Linked DNA regions of Xenopus tropicalis: region 2 is linked to region 1. A link is a contact called in public Hi-C data. All regions are on one chromosome and are shown on one strand. The core of a region is the stretch at or near the end of the contact, and the rest is flanking DNA. Distances in the headings are between cores, read along the strand shown. Region 1 holds the start of pax1 (paired box protein Pax-1). Region 2 holds the start of nkx2-4 (homeobox protein Nkx-2.4).

Region 1 (6,243 bases), core at 719-3,218:
GTTCTTTTCTTAGGCAAAATGTCATTTTTGTTTTTTTTATATTTTCTAGGGTGAAGACACATGGAGCTACTAGTAGCAGCTACTTGTCACAGCTACTGAGCTCCAGAAAATACCCTGCCATAGACAATACTTAGAATTTCCTCTGCTAAAACACACATAAAGATAATTATCAGCAAATGATCAGCATTGTCTATTTTAGTAGCCACGACAAGTAGCTGCTACTAGTAGCTCAGTGTGTCTTCACCATTGGTGCTCAAAAGCTCAATACCCTAGCACTGAGTGGGCATAATATATAATATATACACATATAATATATATATCTCCCTGAAAATGTACATTTTGCAAGGATCAGTATGTTAGAGGGGGCCCAAATGAAATGCATGACTGGCACATTAGCTCTCAAAGGAATCATACACACAAGCTGATACACATCTGTATATGACAAAGGCACACACACACAGCAGGTTAGAGAAGGCAGGCAGCCCAGCAGGGAATGGTTGCTGACTAGCAGGTAATGGTTACGCTTGGCGGAGAGCCTGTTAGCACCCAGACTGCGCTAAGTTCCCACGAACTTACTTTGTTCCATGAAGGTGCGGATTCCCAGAATGTTGTTGACAGAATGAGCCGAAGGCCACTGCCTGGCAATGCTGACATGTCCCGTAGGCATATGCACCCCTGGGTGATGGCTGCCCACCTTGGTAGAGCCAGGAGAGATGGGGTTGGGGTAGGGGTACTGATACAGGTGATTGTACGTTGGTTGGGATGCGGGTTGCTTGGGGCTGTCATACTGACTGGGCTGAGAGAGGTTTCCAATTTTATTCCTTAATATCCTACTGATGGAGCTGACAGAGGGCACATTGTACTTGTCGCACACATTATCAGCCAGAAGTCTGTCTCTGATTTCCCAAGCGAAGATGCCCGGGTCGCTCTGTTTGTACTCCCTGATGTGCTTCACCACGTTAGGGGTGGTGACTCTGGGCTTGCTGCCCCCAATTGCCCCGGGCAAGATGGAGCCGGTCTCGTTGTACCTCGCCAGGATCTTACTGACACATCCATGAGAGACTCGCAATTGCCGGCTAATATCACACGGCCTGATGCCCAGCTGGGCCAGCTCCACGATCCGCAGCCTGATAGCGTTGGGCAGGGGTCTTCCATTGACAAACACGCCTCCCAGCTGGTTGACTTCGCCGTAGGTTTGTTCTGTAGAAGGAGAAACAAAATGATTAGGCTGAACTGCAAGCAGCTGAAGGAAAATGGTCCCTGGGGACTCATGGGTTTGATTCCTCTATGAGCCCTGTCTGCCTTGGGCAGCTCACTGCATCCCCTGTGCCTCATTCTACAGCAAAGACACTGGCTGAGTGCAAACATTCCTATACAGCACTGCGTAAAAATGGCTAATCGGAATGTACTAACATAATACCATCAGCGGCTGAACTACGAACAGCCCTGGCAGTAAGCGCTAGGCACACAGTGACTGACATTGCACGAATACATCGCAGGTTTATGGATGTGAGCTACACCGACCCTTATAATCCCAGTACCATATACATGCATCCATTACTGTGTGTGCGCAAAACGAAAGCGATCCTCTCTCAATCTGCTATAACACTATATAAAGCCTCTTACCCATTCCGTGCGGCTGTATGGAATTGCAAGGCTCCTCGGCAGAAATGTAGCAAGTCAGATATACATGGGATGAGGAGGTTCCTTTCCAGAGATCCAGATGAGGAGGAGGGTCGTGCGCTAAAGAGGCTCTTTCCCCCAATACTGCGTTTTCCTTTTGATGGCAGAACAACTGTAGTCGCACCACAAAAGCGCAAGGGCGATCTTTATCTGATCAGAGCAAATCGCTCTCAGTTATCTGCTTGCAGTTTGTTAAGATCAATTTGACGTGTCTTCCACGTCAATCTTGGTGGTCAGGCAGCGGCGCTACTGGTGACATCTCATTGGTTCCCGTCATCCCAAATAGGCAGAGATTTCTGTGCAGTGCGACTTACCCATTCCGGTCTGCTGTAACCCTATCTGTCTCATTGGAATGTCTCCCTGCACTCACACTAAAACAACTCTGGCTACCAGCTTTGATGGCTTTCTCTAGCTCTGTGGCAGGCCCATCCATCATTTGTTCTTTTCAATTCATCTTTAATTTCTACCCATATTCACACACCTACCGACTTATTCTAAGCACTTCCCCGGGACTATTGGGGACTTCTACAACACAGCAAACTCCCTTCTACTGAGCTCTGACAGGATAGTTTCAACCGAAACGTTGAATACAAATAATATTTTTATCTCTATAAATGTATATATATATATTTTTTTTCTTTCGAAATGTACAAGTTGCACTGACTTGGCCCAAAAACCAAATGATCACCTGGAAGCCAACATGAAATTTACTTGAATACACAGAAATTGATTTTTTTTTAATAACGAGGGAAATTAAAAATGGCATAGATTAACAGGGTGCCACCTGCTGAAACCAGATGTATATATATATATATATATGTGTGTGTGTGTGTGTGTGTGTGTGTATATATATATATATATATATATATATATATATTATATATGTATGCATATGGATGTAGCCTTTCCCACTGCCCCAGCCCATACAAGCCAAGAGCCTGCCATCCTTGGGTTACAAATGAGGCAAATAGGATGTTTGAAGAGATCAGGTAGCAAGTGTGAGTGTGTTGGGAGGGGGACAGATTAGCTTAGTGTCTCTCTTTCAGGATCCTTTTAAATTTAATACCCTGCTTAGTGCCACAAACGCCAACATTTTACTAGGAAGTACACCAAAAGTCACAGACAGGCCATTATATTAATTAATGCATGTGTAGGTTAATCTAATACACTCTCTGCATCCCCTCAGCAACCTCGATGGGTTGGAGTTTTATACACAGAATACAGAATATACAATAAGCCAGAAATTATATATATGTATTCCTTTCTAGCATTTATTGTCAAATGGTTTTGGTTCCAAGTGCTGTTATTTCTATTATTTCTGTAGTTGTTGTCTTGATACAATTTGAGCTGAGCAATGTTAGATGTACTATTAATAACACACATGGGTTAACTCTTTACACACGCAAAACAAAGCGATATAATTTGTTACCCTTTCAATTATTCATTCTTGTTACCCGTAACATTATTTTTAGCCATTTCAGTTTAATGGTTGAAAACACAGCGTTCAAATATATTTTTCATTCACCTCTCTTCTTTTAATGTAGGAGTATTTTGGATCTTTCTTTTTGTTTTCATTTCTTTCTTGTTTTTTTATGTATCATGTCACGTTTTTTAATTTTTTTCCGACAATTACAATGCATTATAGACAGCATGCACAGTGCCTGGACAATTCTGAATTGCCAGCAGGTAATTCTTAACATCTTCTACAGGGAGAGGAAAGGTTCCTGTGATTTGGGAATTATTCCTGCTGTTACTCTCCGACGATCCAATGCCTCCAAGTTATTAAAATGAGCGTTACGATTCTAATTCAGAGAACCTTTACAATACTAAATACTGTAATCAAATGTAATGATTATTTATAATGATGGTTGTGGCAGAAAAATACTTTATCATTTCTGTAATAAAGTAATTTCTCTACACGAGATCCATACCTTTCTAGGTAGCACCTTATTTATGTCTTGGTTGTTGTGGGAAAAAGAGAGAAAGTGACAGAGATAGAGGGAGAAATAGAGAAAGGGAAAGAGACAGAGAGAGAGAGAATATATATCTGGAGGAAAAGAGTGAGAAAGAGGGGCAAAGAGAAAGAAGGAAAGAAAGAAAGAGGGAGACAGCTGGTAAGGGAGACGGAAAGACAAAGAGAGGGAGAGATATACAGAGGGAAAGAGAAAGATATGGTATTTATGTTTCTTCGTGATTAGAACAAACCAGTACAGATTAAAATGTGGTTCTGATAGGTGTTTCCAGTAAATAAGGAAGCAAATAAAGAGGTTTTAATAAAGAGGCAGCTGATACACTGTAATGTTATTCAGGGTCTCAGGAAACGTATAGTGAATTACATTTTATCCAGAAATAACTGATGCAACTTGGGGAAGGGGCGATACTTACAACCAGAGCGCTATAACCTAGCAGCCTAGTTAAAGGGCCACATGTTTCTAATACAGATGATGTCTCTGCAGAGGTTGGGCAGGTGTCTGGCCTGGAAATAATAAGTGAGTTTTATATAATAACCGATGTAATGAACCGCACCTATTCCGTGTGTACCTACAAGGGGACTTCTCAGAAAAGTTATATATGCTATGTACTGCCTATATACATAGGTTTGTTTGCGCAGGGCTCTGCGTGTAACTTCCAGCCGAATTAACCATTTAACTGCGCCTACAGAAAAGCAAAATCAGTGTTGACCTTGCACTTAGCCCACTGCATTTTAGCTCTACGCAGATCCATGCAAATATGGGAAAGGGAACAGGCAGACATACAGACAGACAGGTAAGAGAGCAGACTGACAGAGAAAACATAGAGGCAGAAAAATAAGTTGGCCAGGCAGTGTATATTACATATAAAGATAGATGATAGATATATAGATAGATAATAGCAAGAAAGAAAGAAAGAAAGATATATAGATAGATAGATAGATAGATAGATAGATAGATAGATAGATAGATAGAGAGATAGATAAATAGATAGATAGATGATAGATGGAAACTAGCTAGATAGATAATATATAGATGATAGACAGATAGATATAGATAGATAGATAGATAGATAGATAGATAGATAGATAGACAGATGATAGATAGACAGATGATAGATAGATAGATAGATAGATAGATAGATAGATAGATAGATGATAGATAATAGCAAGAAAGAAAGAAACACAGATAGATAGATAGATAGATAGATAGATAGATGATAGATAGATAGATAGATAGATAGATAAATGATAGATGGAAACTAGCTAGAAATATAGATAGTTAGTTAAATAGATAGATAGATAGATAGATAGATAGATAGATAGATAGACAGACAGATGATAGATAGAAACTAGCTAGAAATATAGATAGTGTGATAGAGAGATAGATAGATCATAGATAGATATAGATAGATAGATTTATAGATAATAGCTAGAAAGAAAGATAGTAGATAGATGATAGATAAATAGATGATAGATGATGATAGATAGATAGATAGATAGATGATAGATAGATAATAGATAGATAGATAGATAGATAGATGATAGATAGATAGATAGATAGATAGATAGATAGATAGATAGATAGATATAGATGATAGATAGATAGATAGATGGATAGATGATAGATAGATATATAGATAGATAGATAGATAGATAGATAGATAGATAGATAGATAGACAGATACTAGCAGACAGGCCTATCTCATAGCAATCTCAAAGAACAGGTGAGAGAATAAGTGATGCTCAGCTCACTATATATGGCCACATATGACTTCCAAGCTAAGTACCTATTGAGTCCTGACCGACTCCAAGTAAGGCAGCCAAGCTGACTGCAGATAGCTCGTACTGTACATAGAAATGCGATTGCTGCAGTCGCCTAAGCACAACAATGTGCCGGCAACACATGAAACAAGCCCCAGCCCGGCGCTGCCTCCCTAGAGATCGCAGCGCTTATTACTGGCTGTGGCCTGAATTCATCGCGGCTTATTAAAGCGATAAATCACTGCGGCAGCCCTGCATTCAAGAACGCTAATCAGATTTTCAGAACTGCGCCTCGACTCCCATGTTATTTAGAGAACATATATGTTTTCCATCACCTCTTACATCTTTAACAGAGAGCAACCCCTAATATGGAGGAAAGAGAACTAGTCTGTGTGCCCCTGCCTGGCACCCGGAAACTTTGTCAACTCATCTATTCTGGAACCTCAAGGGTTAACCAAAGAAATCATCACTCTGTTAAATATCCGCACATCTGCCTCCACTTCATTCAGTTTTCCTATCACCTGTCTGTGCTGCTTTGTGCGCTGTGACTAGTAGGACTGCACTTGCGATTTATTCCTGTTTAATTTCTTTTCTTGTCATTACTATTATCACAACTAGTTTCAGTAGTATTAGTGTCATAATATGTATAGTTTATTATTAAATACAAATTAAATTGCTGATACAAACAGTGATCACAAATACTGATCCTGTGCAGAACCAGCTTATTGGTCTCTATTATTCCTATTTAGTCAACTGACAAACAGTGACCATATTCCGCTACATGAGCAATAAGGGGCGAGTTGTATCAAGCTGGTTAAATTGTTGCT
Region 2 (6,045 bases), core at 14-2,513, 190 kb after region 1:
ATACGTTATACATAACTGGAAGGTAAATGAGAGATATGCGCCATATATAACAACAATTGTATTGTATATACTGCATAATGAGCCATGTTCTCTAATACATTAAAGTGCACTTTCATTTTATACAGGAGAGAGATGCACTATAAATAAACGTTAATGTACTTACATACACAGGTAGTGTCCACTATCAATAAATGTGTTTGCAGATTATAGAGGAGACATATACTTTATTAATGCTAGTGTATTTACAGATGATGTAGGAGAGATATACAGCATAAATGTTACTGTACATACAGATTATATAAGAGAGATACACAGCACAAATTGTAATGTGATTCCAATATATAGAAGAGATATGGTATAAATAAATGTTATTGCATAAACAAATAATATAGGAGAGATATATGCATAAAAATGAGTTTACTTACAGATCATATAGAAGTGATATAGAGTGTAAATAAATGTATTCACAGATCATATAGGAGATATACATTTTAATTTACAGATAATACATAATAGATATATAGTATAATTCTCGGTGTCCTTACAGACTGTAGAAGAGATGTACATTATAACTGTTAGTGTATTTACAGATTTTACAGGAGAGATACACATTATTAAAGTCCATTTTCCGACCTGGGCACATAAAAACGTTATAAATGGATGTAAGTAGATTTTTAGATTATACAGGAAAGATATACTGTATAAAGTAAAGGCAATGTTTTTACCGATTATATCTTATGAAATAGTTCAGTTAAATGCAAATCTACTTACATTTTATACACTGTGGAAGAGACCTAATTTCTATAAATGCATATGGACTGACAGGTTGTTTAGGAAGGATATGCACACTACAATACACTACAAACAAATGTCAGCATTGCTACATGAGGTACCTTAGCGCCCTGCATTATAATGGCAGTGTGGGAGCTGCTGTAGGAATGATGGCAGACACAAGCACAGTATAGAGAGTGCATGACAGTGACAGTGGCAGTGGCAGACAGATGGGGACATACTTACTTGTGCTGCGGGCCACTTTCCTCCTGTGTGGGACAGGCCGGGGGCCCAGCCTACAGTGAAGATGTCCCCTTGGTGCAACCTATACTTTAATATGCAATACTTCAATAATCAATGATCTAGTGCTTGCAATGACCTCTCTACTGTCTCCATTCATGGATTGCAATTAGAAATGAGAAATGTCCACCTCACAGAGAAAAGTCTGCGCTGCCCTAGGAATCCTGAGTAAAGTTGCAGGGATTCCTGTTGCTAACCCTGACCTTCCATAAGTTGCACAAACTGGTGCTTTGGGGCTGATTGTGGTTGCTATCAGGACACACTGAATCTTTACTCAATTACCTTTGAAACAAATGAATGACCATTGTTTGCTGGATTCCTGTTGCTCCTCCCAGGTCCCCCCACTCCCTCCCACTTGGGTGCCTGTTGTAAACCTGGCGACAGGCTAAAATAACCCGAGATAAGAGAGCTGAGGGCTCGCCTACTTCTCCAAGGCGATCAATCGGATCTCAGGCGTCCTCCAAGCACTCTCTTACGTATCCCTCCACCAGGAGAGAGAACTGACACTACACAGGGGCTGATCAGTTCATCAGCTTTTTACCTGCTTGGTCGCTGAACCATGTCGTTGAGCCCAAAGCATACTACACCCTTCTCAGTGACTGACATCTTGAGTCCCATTGAAGAGACCTACAAGAAATTTGGTGGCATGGAAAGCACTGGAAACCTGAGCAGCCCTTTGGGAGCCTATAGACAGACACACGTCTCCCAGACTGGCATGCAGCAGCACAGCATGGGCCACAATGCCACCGTGACCACCACCTACCACATGCCACACAGTGTCTCCCAGTTCTCACATGGCGCAATGGGAGGGTACTGCAATGGGGGCATTGGGAACATGGGAGACATCCCTTCCTATCAAGACACCATGAGAAATAGCGCAGCAGCAACAGGCTGGTATGGAGCCAACACAGATCCCAGATATTCAACAAGTAAGTAGACTAAGTTGAGTTTTGGGGTTATAGTTATATCGAGTATAATTGTTCTGTAATAAAGAATAATCACTGTACGCCATGGAGTAGAGTTTCTCTTTCCTGGAGTCGGTATAGCTTATGGGCCCTTGTGCTGCTAATGTAGCTCCAATTTGAGGGGAGACTAAATGTACCAACACGCTAATTGCATTTGTGTCAGTTTCTAGATTTATGGGACCGTCTACCGGTATGAATATGGCTGGCATGGGCACCTTGCAAGGGATAGCAGAAGCGGCCAAGTCTATGGCTCCTCTCCATGCTGCTCCCAGAAGGAAAAGGAGAGTTCTCTTCTCTCAAGCTCAAGTTTATGAACTGGAGAGGAGGTTTAAGCAGCAGAAGTACCTGTCGGCCCCTGAGAGGGAGCACCTGGCCAGCATGATCCACCTCACTCCCACCCAAGTCAAGATCTGGTTCCAGAACCACAGGTACAAGATGAAGAGGCAAGCCAAGGACAAGGTCACTCAGCAGCTCCAGCAGGAGAGCAATTTGTGCCAACAGCAATCCCCCCGCAGAGTTGCGGTACCAGTCTTGGTGAAAGATGGCAAGCCTTGTCAGAACAGCTCCAACACATCCACACCCAACCAGCAGGTCACCCAACAACAAAGTGGCGCCACTGGCGGCTTGTCTTCTTCTAACGCAGTCCATCAGCACCAGAACCAACAGGTTGGCTCATTGAGCCAGGCTTCAGAATTAGAAGAAATGTCACCTAGTCCACAGTCACTTCACAGTCAGGTTGCCAGTATGGCACAGATAGACACCTCAGCTGTAGACTACAGCAACGGGATGGTCAATCCTAGCATGCTTTACGGCAGAACGTGGTAAGGGGAAACCAGCTCTGAATTAAACTCCATGTACAGGTGAGGGACAGCAGATATAAACACTATGGCCTTTTTGTGCCCAGGCATTGTTGCGCATTAGCAAGGGGATGGTGCCCCCCTGGTTTACAGGACTGCCTATAATGACAGCGGTGGATGCCTTGATGCACCTACAGAGAACTAATGTGGAACTGCTGCTCAGCGCTGGTGTTATTGGCTGCCCGCCGGCACTTGGCAGATTTTACTTTGTAGGTGGAGGACGCTCCCAAAAACTCTCGTTTTTAACGAAACTTGGACAAGGAAATCCGTTTTATATATTTTTTTTGTCTGGGGTATGCCTATTTAACAAAATTAACATTTACCTGGTAAAGCCCGGTTTAAGTGGACTGATTCCAACTTATGTTGTTGGTCTGTGTTTAATGATAATTGTTTTTTTTTGCTTTCGGGTTTTTTTTTTTTTATTTTTAATGAAAAACGGAATTGTGATTTCCATACAGTTTTTGTAGAATTTATTTTCTTCAGAATTCGATTTGGGTGGGGAGTAACATGAGATGCAAGTGTAATAAAATATTCACAAAAAATGCTTAAATAGTAGCTGCTACCATGTGTGTTTCACAATAATTTATTAGGTAAATTATGAGTATTACCTGGATATCAAACTTTAGTTTTTAGCTGGATTTTTATTTGCAACTAATTCTGAAATACATTTCTAAATAATTCAGGTGTGCGAGAGAAAGAGCTTCCCTTTATATCTTTAGGAGAAAATCAGATAGATAGTAGCCATTAGTTAGGGGACTTGAAATCATTTTTAATGTTTTTTTTATGTTTTTCTGTGCAAAGAGACTCAAGCAAATTACAAAATAAGATTCTAAAAACGAATGTGTTTTTTTTTTTATTGGTTAAATTATTTTACTTAAATGTAAACCTCAGTTCTGCGTTTTTCTATATTAGAATCCTGATTAATAGCATTTGTTTCATAATAACGGTTTTATCCGCCCCTGCCATTTGTTTGGAAGATAATTTATTAGACTTATTAGGTAAAGAACTGAAAATAAAATATCAGTAAACAGACAACTGGATATTTATCTACATACGTATAATTTTCCAATATGGTTTTAAAAAATAAAGGGACAAATATTACAATAACAGTTTTTTTCTTACTTTATGCAAAGTCTCTATTAAGCATAGATTTAGAGTCCAACATAAAAGATTTGCTTGAGAATGGCATTGCGAAATTGAAATTAGTTATTATTGATGCCGATTATCGATCCCTTAGCGCTTGGCACCTGTTGTATTAGATTTTGACCCTAGATATGATCAAAGTGTCTTTTATTAACTGCAAATATAATTGTTATTTCATTAGATGCTCTACCGTGTTTTCTAGTGCAACAAATCTTTAAATCATATCTTAGCGCTGGAAAAAAATGTGTATGTATATATACTTTTACTGTTTTATGTATATATTTACTTTGAGTGTAGCTCGTTGTGGTAGTGAATACTTGCATTAATCACAAGGAATATTGACCCCTTCCCTGCCAGTGTTTAATAGAATGGGTCAATGGCCGAAAGACCAGCTGACACAGTAAGGGCTGTATGGGGGTGCATATAGAACTATGGGATCTCTGTTGCTATAGAGCAAGGGAGAGTGGAAATGTGCAATAAGCATACGAATGTGCAGACTAGGTGAAACTCATTAACTGAAGAGGCGGATAAGCGTTCCCAGAGAGCCAGGCACAAAATACTTGGCCTAAGAGGGACAAAGCCATCTGAAAGTTCACCAGGGTCCCAGAGACCCCGCTAATGCAGCCCAAAGGCTGAACATATTACAGTGTCCAGGCGGCCAATTGTCTATTGTTTACCCCCCAGTTCCAGCAAGATGGGGCGAGTGCAGGGAGGAATGTGGCCACTTGCAGGTACCAAGTTTTTTTTCTTTTCTCCTTACTCCCTTCTCAGACAATTTACTTGGGATGAATTGCCGCAAATACACACGTTTAACCTATATATTTTCTCTCTGTAGTTCTTCCCCGCCCCTACTAAGATGAGTAGCAGGGATTCTCAGAGGGTTTACTTACTACATGAATATAAACCAGCGCCAATAGAAATCATTAATAGCGCTGAGTTACACTGGGATATACCTGTAGCCCCAGGGCGCTACATTAAGGCTAATGGAACACAAAGCTGGAGCAGTGCTAGGATTCTTACTGCACTTGGGTATGTTATAAAGTTACTTGCAAAGACTGGTTTTTGATCCAGTGCAAGTCCTATTACAGGACCTGCAAAGGTGATTTGTGTCTATTGGCACCTACTGTCGGGATAGTAAGTAAATGGGCCTGCTTCTGTAGCGAACAAAGCGAATAGATTCAAAGCATAGCATTTAGAATTAATATAGAAGTTGGGGTAGGTGGCATTGGTGTAGGCTACTGGGCAATACTAGCACATCACGTGATGTAGGCCCCCTTTATATATAAACACACACATATTCATTCCCAGCTACAGTCAGGTAGGTGATCCCAATGGTAGCCAATAAAAGACCAACCATTAAAGGGGAGAGCATTTTTAGGTTAATGCACAAAATGTCTCAATGTGCCTAATATATTAATAATAATGATGCAGATGAGGTCTTGTCTTTTGTATAAAAGTCTATATTCATATACTTCTTCACAAAAAAATAGATGCATACTGGGAATTTAAGGAAGGTTAAAAAGCTTATCCTTTATTCATTCTAATTAATAATACTTAATAAAGCAGGCAGCGTTTCTGTCCCCTTCTAGGACTTTTAGGGACCAAAACGTTAACCTGTTTCGTTTTTAATTTCGATGAATAAAGGATAAGCTTTTTAAATTCCCAGTGTGCATCTATGTATTCATAAAGTATTATGAATTCAGCGTGAGATAGCAACTGGGCACCAGTTATTCTGAGTTTGGCCTGTTTTGGACTGCACATCGCAATGTACATTTTTGATACAGTATAGTAACTTGCTGTGTCAGTTATACAAACGCAGGGCAATTAAACCTGGGATTGTTAGAACGAATCAATAACGGGTAACACGTAGGGCCGCGCTATTGTGCTTTTAAACGCAAAAATATAAAGCTGCAAGGACCAATACAAGATCTATGTATGCCCCAAGCTAGGTGATTCAAAGTTTATATATCAGGTTTCGATGTCCTGGTCTCAGAGCTTTGGGAACTTAT

What was found. A called contact is a pair of places that touch in the nucleus more often than the background predicts.
Region 2: a Hi-C map of gastrula embryo shows a contact between it and region 1, with 2.5 times the contacts expected there. The contact joins the promoter of nkx2-4 here to the promoter of pax1 in region 1. A contact is called at or near these places in 3 of 5 Hi-C or Micro-C datasets (gastrula embryo, neurula embryo and tailbud embryo).

The regions. Positions count from the first base shown.
Region 1 is chr5:36,063,694-36,069,936 of UCB_Xtro_10.0, forward strand. It overlaps pax1 (paired box protein Pax-1), which reads right to left and starts at 1,969. Exons shown (of 5, transcript XM_002939437.5): 1 at 1,627-1,969; 2 at 577-1,200. The coding sequence starts at 1,630.
Region 2 is chr5:36,253,408-36,259,452 of UCB_Xtro_10.0, forward strand. It overlaps nkx2-4 (homeobox protein Nkx-2.4), which reads left to right and starts at 1,264. Exons shown (of 2, transcript XM_002939432.5): 1 at 1,264-2,000; 2 at 2,200-3,437. The coding sequence starts at 1,631. The coding sequence ends at 2,861.